Linked DNA regions of Pan troglodytes: region 1 is linked to region 2. The links are chromatin contacts, called in public Hi-C maps. All regions are on one chromosome and are shown on one strand. Each heading gives the region's core, a stretch centred on a gene start, on an enhancer-like site or on the middle of the called end of the contact. The rest is flanking DNA. Distances are from core to core; before and after follow the strand shown.

The links. A called contact is a pair of places that touch in the nucleus more often than the background predicts.
Region 1: a Hi-C map of a lymphoblastoid cell line shows a contact between it and region 2, with 2.9 times the contacts expected there. The contact joins the promoter of EBAG9 here to the promoter of ENY2 in region 2. A contact is called at or near these places in 3 of 7 Hi-C or Micro-C datasets (induced pluripotent stem cells and a lymphoblastoid cell line), 1 of 1 datasets of contacts at active chromatin or transcription factors (stem cell-derived excitatory neurons) and 1 of 1 other capture datasets (stem cell-derived neural stem cells).

Annotation. Positions count from the first base shown.
Region 1 is chr7:119,789,727-119,795,163 of NHGRI_mPanTro3-v2.0_pri, forward strand. It overlaps EBAG9 (estrogen receptor binding site associated antigen 9), which reads left to right and starts at 2,733. Exons shown (of 7, transcript XM_001136819.7): 1 at 2,733-3,050. It overlaps LOC107976412 (a long non-coding RNA gene), which reads right to left and starts at 3,614. Exons shown (of 3, transcript XR_001720367.2): 1 at 3,488-3,614.
Region 2 is chr7:119,585,181-119,590,916 of NHGRI_mPanTro3-v2.0_pri, forward strand. It overlaps ENY2 (ENY2 transcription and export complex 2 subunit), which reads left to right and starts at 1,271. Exons shown (of 5, transcript XM_001135431.6): 1 at 1,271-1,398; 2 at 3,129-3,205. The coding sequence starts at 3,138. It overlaps NUDCD1 (NudC domain containing 1), which reads right to left and starts at 1,117. Exons shown (of 10, transcript XM_001136325.7): 1 at 889-1,117. The coding sequence starts at 1,006.

The DNA of each region.
Region 1 (5,437 bases), core at 1,483-3,982, 210 kb after region 2:
AAATCTGTTTCAGACTGTTTGATTTCTCTATTAGGCAATTGACCCTAACTAGTATATGGTGATTTTGAGTATTAAAAAAGAAGTTATAATTTTCCAGAATATTAATGTTTATTATTTTGAAAGCAAGTAAAATTCTCCAGTAGGAAGATTAATAAAACAATTCATTAAAATTCTCATCAGAAAATCCTATGCTTTCAAATGTATCTGCTCAAAGATGTCACTCTATGTGCGGCAAAGCTTTGTTTTACTTGATCAAGAAATGAATGTGACTTTATGATCTTGTATTCAACTGTGAACAGCTGCTCATTAATAAAAAGCCATTAAAGTCCAAGTCAGAACAGCAGGTCTAAAATTGTGTTTGAGGGAAAAAAAAAAAACCCACCCTTTGGTGAAAAGCCAGGGAACTGGGTTGGGAAAGATCTGGAAGCAGAGGGCTGTGTTTGCAGTCTGCTTCTACCTCCTGGGCCAGGTCAGGTGACAAGGCCAGAGTTAGCCCCAGCTGGAGAAGTCAGAACGAAGCCTATGTAGGCTTTGAAAGGGGAGAGTAAGTGGTGGGCTGGAGGTTGATAGTGTGAATAAATCAAGCTGGTAATTGGGCAGAGGCTGATCAGAAGCGTTAAAGTGAGCAAAATGGTTTGGACACAGAGCAGACAGAATTTACTATATTCCATTGAGTAAAAGAAATTCATATACCAGGTTCTATCCCTTATGTTCCTCCCATTTGACATTTGGTGGTTTCCTACCCCCGTCCCACACAAGCTTTGGGGAGAGGACAGGACTTAAAGTTCCCTGTTCCCAAGAGGTGGTCCCTAAACCCAATCCCAAATTATTGACTTGTGATCCCAATTATGGGCTTACTATTTAACAAGTAAAGATGATTTTAAAATATTATTTTATAGGTATTACTAAAGTAAATTTTAAATTTGCAGTCTTTAGCGAGCTTTGTTTTCTGTTTTGCTATTGTGTTGGGAAACAAGTACTCAGTAACTAGCTGTTTCTGGAAAAGTATATACCTTTCGTTTTGTTTCATTTGGAAATGGCAAATTTAATAAAGAAAACTGAAGAATCAGGAAAAAGAAGAAAATATCCTTGGGCATAATAAATTGTCTAAAGCAATCAACTCTTTAAGAAAAAAAAATTTAAACACGTTTATATCCGAATATAGGTTATTTTGGATTTTTTTTTTTTTTTTTTTTTTGGAGTCAGGGTCCTGCTCTGTCTCCCAGGCTGGAGTGCAGGGCCCAATCATGGCTCACTGTAGTCTCGACCTCCCAGGCTCAGGTGATTCTTCCCACCTCAGCCTTCTGAGTAGCTGGGACTACAGGCATGCGCCACCAAACCTGGCTAATTTTTAAATTATTTGTAGAAACAAGAGTTTCGCCCGTTGCCTGGGCTGGTCTTAAATTCCTGGGCTCAAGCGTTCCTCCTGCCTCGGCCTCCCAAAGTGCTGAGATTACAGGCATGAGTTACCGTGCCCAGCTAGATAACTCGATTTTTTAAATCCAAAAAAAATTTAGAAATTTTATATTGAAATTTAGGCATTAGAATTCTAGAGATTAAAGTTAGAGCAGGTGTTTAAGGGACTGACAGGGGTTGCATGGCCTTTGGGAAATGCAATTACCGGAAACGATACTGTAGTAATGCAATAGTAATGCAGTAGTAGTAGTAGCTGCAGCAACAACTGTTATCTATGAATGTTTGCTATGTGCCAGGCTCTGTGCTAAGAGAGCTTTGCAAGCATTACTACTGCATGAAGTAGGCACTATTATGGCCATTTTACTGATGAGGAAATTGAGGTGAAGAGATTAAATAATTTTACCCAACTTTACACAGAACCATTCCAGAGCATGAGCCATAAACACATCTTTCCTGTCTTGGAAATTAAATTATTAATAAAAAACGTGGTGCAAATTGGAAAGAGGACGGTTGTGGTAGATTATCACAAAGTTAAGTGGGTAGGTGGTTGCTGGGTCAGGGTGGGAGAACAAAGGCAGCTGTAATAAAAAAAAAATTAAAGGCATATAAAGAAAAAGGCTGGTTGAGGAACAATTTGCATAAACTGATTTTGGCCTTAGACCCTATTCACTTCTCCCTCACCAGTCACTTTGCAACTGTGGAGCATAGTATTCTGAGGGTCCCCTGCACATAACAACCCCTTTCATAGCATACAAGATAAAAAGAAGAATCAGGCTGCAAAGAGAGAAGCACTGAAGGAAAGAGCATCTCAGGTCGAAAGAAGGGCAAGTCCAAGGTGCATGTGAGGAACAAATGCATGGACACGGTGAAGTGCCACTTCTTCATTTCTAGTTCAACACAATTCAATTAAAAATTACTGGGAGGAGGCTACGTGTTGAATTAAACAGCATTCCACATCTTTGAGGTGGCGGAATGACTGAGGGGAGGGGGTCTGTCTAGCCACATCCAAATCTTCCTGAGACAGAGGGAGATCCCTCATTTGTTGCAGTGTATTTTCCTTGGTCGCATCTGATACAGGGGTTCTGTGGGTTGAACAGAAAGGGACTCGGCTGGAGGGGAGGCACTCTGCATAGAAGGAAAGTAGGGACATCTGGCAGAAGCAGGCGCTCCGAGAATAAACAGTCAAAGCAGCTCGCAATAGTCCCAAAAAGCTACCCCTCACCGAACCTGGCGTGCCTGTCGCCGCTTGCCCCGCTCCCAGGGCTCATTGGCTCCCAGTCTCGACGTCAGACCCGTAGCCTCTCACCTATTGGGCCAGCCAGGACCTGAGGCGGAGTGCAGAAGCGACGGCCTGGAGACAGCCGAGAGCCGCCTTCCAGGAGGGCTGGGGGCGGGGCTAGAGGAGGGGCTGGGGGCGGGTTTCCCGATGAAGGGGCGGCCATGGCAGCTGCGCAGAGGCAACGCAGGCTGCTACGGAGCGCGCGCCCGGCTTTGAATGAGCGGGGCTGGGAGTGAACGGGCGGAGCGCGAGCTCGAGGAAGAGACAGGCAGCGCGCGTGAGCGCGCCTTGTGTGCGCGCGCGGCCCGCGGCAGCTCGGAGCCTCCGCCGGGCGGGCGGGGAGGGGGAGGGGCAGGTGAGTGTGTGCGGTTCGCGCGTGCCTGGGAGGGGCTTTCCTCTCCCTACCCCCATCCCGACCCCAGCCCTAGCCTCTGGGGCATCGTCTGCCCTTCGCCGTCGGCCCTCCGCCTAGCCGCGCACTTCCCGCCCTCCCACCTTCCTTTCGCCCTTCCACCAGACCTCCCTCGACGCCCGACAGCTGCTCTGGGTACTGTTTCCGGGTCAGGGTGACCTCTAGGGTGAGGAAACTGCGACTGGGAGCGGGACCCAGGCGTGCAGCATTCGCCATGCTCCGCTCACGCGTGGGAGACTGGGCTGTGGGGTACCGGCCCGGAAAGCACGCAGCCTCCAAAGCCGCCTTCCTCAGGGAAATTTGCGTGACCTTACTGCCCTCCGTCTACAGGCCTTGTACCTCCCCAGGCCGATTTTTCCACAATTTAAACCCCAGTTCACCTGGTATCCAGCTCCAGCAACTTAGAGCGTTTCACGTCACGCCGGGCGCCAGGCGTCGACTTGTATAACCTGAAAACGCTCCTGTTTTTCTCATCTGTGCAGTGGGTATGATTTTTTTTTCATCAACAAATTTCACGTGGGTAATCTGAAATGAAACCACTTAAGTTATGAAACTCTTTCCTTTTGAGTTATTCTGGAGACCTTACTCCGCCTTCGGAACCGCCCCAGTGGTGTCACATACTTGAGGGCCTGACTCTCGGTTGCCAGACATGGCACAGAATGTTCGATTTTACTACCAGCTCTCACACTCCGCTTCTGTTTCCCCTTCTCTTACGGGCCGCTGCTCAAACCTTTATTTATCAAATTTAAGTGAGTTCAGGTAAATCTTATTTTGGGAGCTTTGTAATATTTTCTAACCCACTTCAGAGAGTTATAGTTTGAGGATATTCTGGACTGTACTAGATCATATGGTTTTCAAATTTTGGTATGAAAAGATTCGGAAATAGAGTTTTAGAAATACAGCACCTGTTTAGTATGTACCGAACACAGATTTTGGCTTTGCTTGTTTTGTGAATTGTGATGTATTGAGGCTACTTGAAAGGACCTCTAGCAGTTTACCGAGAATTTCAACAAGAAAAGATATAATACATTTGATCTATCAGTTTCTAATGTAGCATTCTTTTTTTTTAATTGTAGTAATTTTTTTTCCGTTAGCATGGCAGAGCTCTCATTCCTGATTTCCTAGAGTTGTCATTTCTTCAAAAAGCCTTAATGAGGATACATTGCCTCATAGTTTTGAATCTCATTCTGATATACCTCAAATTTTTGTCTTTGTAATTTTTAAGGAAATTTAATGTTAAGATTAGATTATATTAACATTGTTCCGTTCTAGAAAGTGTTTTAAAGCAACTAAAGTGTAAAGTAGCGTAAGATACTTATCAAATTGGTGATCTAGAGGGCATTTCAAAAATCGCATTGAGGCAATGTGCACACAATTAAAAGGTTTCTTAAGTAGGATATGATGTGGGGAGAGCCTTGGGGTTTCGGGTCAGTCTCTTTAAATCCTGGGTAAGTGAATCTAAGTCTGTCAACCTCATCTATTAAACGGGAGTAGTGAAAAACCTACCTCTTTTGGTTGTCCTTAGGATTCCAGTGAGGTGATCGAACATTGTCTTGAGCGTTCAAGTGCTCAAGGAATGTTAGTTTCCTTCCATTCAACAAATATTTGAGTACCTACTATGTGCCCGGCTTTGACTGAGACCTATAAATACCAGAATGAGCAAGACTGATGGACGTCCTGCCTCCTTAGTTTATTGCATTCCTCAGGGATAAGTTTATGGGCAAGCTCATGACAACTGGGAGTGAACGCAGAGTTTCCCCATGCGGAGTTGGTAGTATTTCCCAGCTTCCAAATCCAAAGTAGCGACTGAAACATAGTAGGTGCTAATATATATTCATTTAGATGAATCGGGACATTAAGTAAATACAGGTCTCAAAGGATATTCCTGCCTGCCAGTCAGTGTAATTGATAAAATCAAAGTGTGGCTTGATCGCATTTTCCCTGTTTTAGTGCAACTGGTTGGAAAATTTATCTTGGAAGTGGTAGTATCACTGAATTATTAAGAATGTTCCTTGTTCATGAGATGTTCTTGGCTTTTGAATTAAATATACCTAGGTTTGAATGGAGTCACTGGATGTGCTTACTCTGTGTTTAATTCAATGAAACAAGGACAATAGTATCTATGTCATAAGATGGCTTTTTGAGTTGTGTGTTAACTTTCGATAGTGCATGGTTCATAGTAGACAGTCAATGAGTATCAGTTCTCCTCTTTTATTAATCACAAAAGAAAATTTTCCGCAGAATGAGGATATTCTTTATTGCTAGGGAGAGAATTCTATTCTGTAATCACTAAAAGACCCAGTTTCTATTTTTTATTGGGAAAAAAAAAC
Region 2 (5,736 bases), core at 21-2,520:
CTAACTAGTTAATAGTCCTGTTATGGAAGGTGTCTTGTTCATTTTGATATTATCAGGACGTAACACAAAACAGGTACTCGGTAAATATTTCTGAATTTAATAAATCAATTAGCACAAACTTATTTTATACTTTAATGTCTGTTATTATAATTAACTGTAGATCACTATTTCTCAAAGTGTGATCTCTGAAAACATGCATCAGAATCAGGGGTGTGTATTTTAAAATGCAGATCTCTGGGCTCTATCATAACGAAAATGCCGTTAAGTTGTAAAAACAAGAGTAAGGATATTCTACCAGCTACAGATAAAGCAAGGAGTAGCAGTGTGGGAGTAAATCCACTTTTCCTCACTATCTTCTAGAGATGTTCTCTACCAGAGTTCTTAATGTGCCAGGAACTGAGTAATTAAAAATGCTATGACTGGAATGTAGTTTCTCTTCTAAGAAACGGCTCTCGGTCAGAGGAAACAGGAACTGGGGGTCCTCCAAGGAGGTGTGGTTTCTCAACGCACACGTTCACAAGCGATGCTCCAGGAGGAAGGAATGTTCTCAGCGTCCCCCGAAACAGAAGCCAGGCTGTGGACACACAGCAGCCAGGGCCCCAGGCACTACCCGCACGCCAGCCCTCAGACCTCAGACCTCAGACCTCAGAGGCTGGGCTGCTGACGGAGGGGGCCCAGGGTCCCGTTACCGAAGAGCGCGCGAAGGCGGCTCCCACCGGGTTCTGGGATGGGCATCATTCCCCAGAAGCAGCGGCCTCCGTGAGTCCACGCAAGCCGCCACGGTGGCTTCGCTTGCCAGTGAGAAAGAAAGAAATTGCGGGAAGGGTCAGGCCGGAGGCAGCCGAAAGGGGAAAGGAACGGAGTACGAAGGGCGCCGCCGCTTCCCACCTGCGTCAAGCTCCAGCTGGTAACAAGGCAGCGGCTCAAGAGAGAGCTTGTAACCCTCGAAGCGGGGATCCAACAGAGGTCTCTTCACCCGTAGGGAGCAATTAGCCGCCACCTCCATCGCTTTCCAGGGCCGCAGCGTGAGAATTAATAAAGCCCTTGTTGAAAGGTCCGCGCTTCACGCCTCGCACAGAGACTGGGAAGCGGCGTGGTTCCCATCCCAGAAAACACTGCGGTGCGAACTGCCTTCTGGGAAATGTAGTGTTCGTGAAAAAGTTGAGACTGTTGCATGCTGGGCTATGTAGTTCTCCTGGTACTTAACGCGCGCGCGACGTCAAGGTCTGAACTCTGTTACCCAGAGGCCCTAGCAACCAGGAGGTGGCCCGCGCTGGTTAAATTCTCACATTATAGGCAGGGTGGCGAGACCCCGCCCCGGAAATGCGTGTTCTAGCTTTCTGTGTGCTTAGGTGCCCGAGCTACTGAGGGTCTAAGTCCGGGCAGCCGAAGAGTGTGGTAGGTAACGGTCGTCAGCGCAAGGGTCATTTCGTCGCTGGGAAGGGACGGCCCTCGCCCGCGGTGATGGTGGTGAGCTATGCCCGTGGTCCTCAGGGCCGGGACCCGGGCCCAGCCCAGGCTCCTTTCGATGTACTGTCTTTCGTTAGCGTCCCCGACCCGCGCTCGCGGGCCTGTAGGGCTCTCCGACAGGGCGTGCTACCGGAGTTGGCCTGAAGCCAGTCCTCGCTTTGTTTTCTGGCTCCTCCTCTCCCGCCTCTCCCGCTGTCTCCGCCCTGTTCTATTTTCCCTAAGAATGTCTGAACTGGGAGGGATACCCTAGCGCCCTTGTTTTACCAGTGAGAAAACTGAGGCCTTTAAGAATTAAGTGACTTGTCCAAGGTCACTATCCGTATTTTAGGAGCCAAGACGAGATCAAGTTCAATATTCCAGGAGTGGTACTGACTAGACCTTGTAGTTATTTTAAAAATGTTAGCCTTCAATTACAAAAGCAAGCATTTCCTAGTTCTCACTCAACTTCTCCTTTTCCCTGTTCCTCTCAAAAAAGAAAAAAAAAAAATCAACTCTGGTAACTCATTGCCAGTCTGAATTTTCAATAGGCCAGATGGAAGACAACAAAAGTAATCTCAAGTTAGTGACAGATTAGGTGGGAAAACGTTAGTTTACGCCAAGTTTTATTTAATTTAAACTTTTAAGTGGCTTGAACGCTTTCAAAACCTAACTTTCCTCTTCTTTCAACATCATTTTGGTTTGGGTTGTCTGTTTTTACTGAATATTGAGGACTTTGTAAGTTAGGAATTAGTTTGAGATTTGTTTTCTCCTTATCCCACCAGCAGTGTGTGTGTAAACACACAGATCCACACACTTAGGTTTAGCAGTTGTAATTGTGGGTTCATCCTAGTGAAGAGTAAAGCAAAACACTTAGAGCCTTATCTAGTAATTTTATTTTTTTGATTAATTAATTATTATTATTATTTTTTTTGAGACAGAGTCTTGCCCTATCACCCAGGCTGGAGTGCAGCAGCGCAATGTCGGCTCACTGCAACCTCTGTCTCCTGGGTTCAAGCGATTCTCCTGCCTCAGCCTCCTGAGTAGCTGGGATTACAGACACCTGCCACCAAGCCCAGCTTATTTTTCTATTTTTAGTAGAGACGGGGTTTCACCATCTTGGTCAGGCTGGTCTTGAACTCCTCACCTCGTGATCCACCCGCCTGGGCCTCCCAAAGTGCTGGGATTACAGGTGTGACCCACTGTGCCCGGCCTGGTAATTTTATTTTTTTACTAATAGTGTTTAATCTTTTTTTGATGTTTAGTATGTATGACTTCTCCCAATTTTTGGATGCAGTCTGTGCAGAAGTGATCGGCAGTTATGTTCAGTTTTGGAACTCCTAGGGTCAAAGTACTTGAGTTCAAATTTTGCCTTTCCACTTTCTATCTCTGTGCCTCAGTTTCCTCATCAGTAAAATACAGATTATTTTATTAATATAAATATGTAACAATACGTTCTGGGAATTAAATGTGATGTTTAAAAAAAAAGCAAACCCACACTGCATTAGCCCAGTGCCAAGCACATAAGTGTTTAATAAAGAGTAATGATATTATTAACACACTTGAAATGTATCACCCCTTCAGTTAATAGAATGGTAAACATGTTAGGATGCCTGCCTAGAGGATTTAGAAGAAAATGCTTTGTAAATGTTCTATATCTGAAAGTACATGTTGATGTCCAGGTTAGCAAGATGAACAAAGATGCACAGATGAGAGCAGCGATTAACCAAAAGTTGATAGAAACTGGAGAAAGAGAACGGTAAGTAATAGATTGTGTTAATAAATTACATTTCACCGCCTTTAATAGTTAGCTTGTAAGAATCTAAACAAGAAATGAAACATGTCACTGGAAAGAATTACAATTGAGATTATAAAAGTTTCTATTCCGAACATCTGGAAAAAATAATTTAGGTTTGTTAAGTATTGCAGGACTTGGAGGGAAGTGGTGATGTAGAAAGATGAGCAAGATATGGCTCTTAAAGAGTAATTTGATGGAGAAGAAAAAGTACATACCTGAATTACAACTGGAGACATAATGTTACCTGGGTTTTAACAGGGAGACAATGTTGTGGAACCAGCTTCATTTACCAAGCTCTCAACCTTGGAGCAGCAAGTGCTGTTTCCACTCTCTAAAACATTCTTCCTTCTCTTCCTTTTTAGCTAATTCTAGCTCAACTATCAGGTCTAATTTATATATTGTCTCTTCAAGGAATGTTTTTAAGTCCCAAATACCTTGTTCCATCATAGCATTTAATCAACATTGTATTCTAACAATCTACTTGGCTAGTTTGTATCCTCCAGTATAATCTAAGTTCTTTAACACCAAAAACAACATCGTATACCCAGCATCTAATGCTTTGTTTGGTTCATAATTGGCCAAGTAAATATTTGCAGAATCAACAGGTTTAGAAGTACAAAGAAGGGGCTGAGGAATCAAGAAGGGCTCCCAGAGGCAGGGTTATAAAGTGAGTAAGACAAATATGTATAAGGAAGAGGGGGAATCTTTCAACTCAACCTGGGCATTCAGGTGATCATGTAAGATCTCACACGATAAGAAAAAGAGGTGCATCTGTTGCTGACTTTATTTTTGGATGATGGGAGTCATTTAAAGTTTTAAGAAAGGAAATGACTAGATCACATTTACACTTTAGGAATCTTACTCTGTTGGTGTGGAGCTTGGACTTGAAGGGGACAAGATAGATGGCAGAAAAATGAGGTAGAAGATTATATAGGGTTGAAAATGGAAAACTCCAAAAATTGGAAGGAGACCTTAGAATTTTAATAAAATGTAGAAACAGCAACCCTCAAAATGAGGAAGGAGGCATCTATAACTGCCTTGGGTAGCTTTAGAGGATAGTACTGCTGGTAAGGAGTACGGATTGTATGTTTTTTTGTTGTTGTTGTTTGTTTTTGATTCATGCAGCTTCAAGTTACTTAGTTTCTATCATATGCCATGCCCTGTTAAGGTGTTGGAGGTAACAGTAGTAGACAAAAATGGAGACTGTGTTTTCACAGAGCTTGCATTCTAATGGGAGGAGACAGATAAAACTGTGTAATAATGTCAGATGGTGATGAGCACTAGAGGAACAATAAAGCAGAAAATAAAGAGGTGTAATATTTTAGATAGAAAAAACAAAGAAGAAATCAGAAGGAGGCCGTGCATAGTGGCTCACGCCTGTAATCCCAGCACTTTGGGAGGCTGAGGCTGGCAGATCACAAGGTCAGGAGATTGAGACTATCCTGGCTAACATGGTGAAACCCCATCTCTACTGAAAATACAAAAATTAGCCATGCATGGTGATGGGCTGTAGTCCCAGCTACTCGGGAGGCTGAGGCAGGCGAATCGCTTGAACTCGGGAGGCGGAGGTTGCGGTGAGCTGAGATCGCGCCACTTCACTCCAGCCTGGGTGATAAGAGTGAAACTCCGTCTCAAAAAAAAAAAAAAATCAGAAGGATATGAGGGTGAGCAGGGACTCTTTAAGTTCCTGAGATAGGAGCTTGCCTTTCATTTTTGAGGAGCACAGGGATGCTAGGGAGACTGAGTAAATTGGGTGAGGGAGAGTGGAGATTAAGTCAGTGGCATAGCTGGGGAGAAGGCAGATCATGAAGGATCATGTAGGCTGTAATAAAGTCTTGGAGTTTTATTCTGAGTAAATTGGGAAGGCACTGGAGGTTTTTGAGCAGCAGGAGAAGAACTAAGTGTACAAGGGAAGAAGCAGGGAGACAACCTAGAATGCTATGGTAATATTCTAGAGAAGAGATGATGGCTTGAACTAGAGTAGTAATGGCGGAGATAGTGAGAAAGGTGAATTCTAGGTATATGTTTTAAATTGAACCCAATAGGATTTGCTCATAAATTGGATGTGTAGTGTTAACAAGGCAGCTGAGTGGAAGGATACTACAGAGATTCCTAGTCTGAGGAACCAGAAGAATGGAATTGCCATTCTCAGAAGAAGAACAAACAGGATGAATTGGTAGAGAATCAAAAGTTAGATTTTGGCCCTATTAAGATTGAAAGACCTAATTAAATATTAAGATGAGAATGTCACATAGTGGATGTCTAGGGATAGTGAAAGTGGTTTGCAGGGAAAGAGAATTTGTTTGGGATGTGACATTTTTAACCTGAGAAGTTAAATGATTTAGGTTGAGGATTGAAGATTTGTAAAAGTGGATATGGCAAAAGGATAAGAAAATATTTTATTGCACCTGTGATGCCATTAGTTGCATATACACTGCCACTTTTTTGCCATCGAGAGAAAGAAAACACTGGGGGCATGCCAATTACTGAAT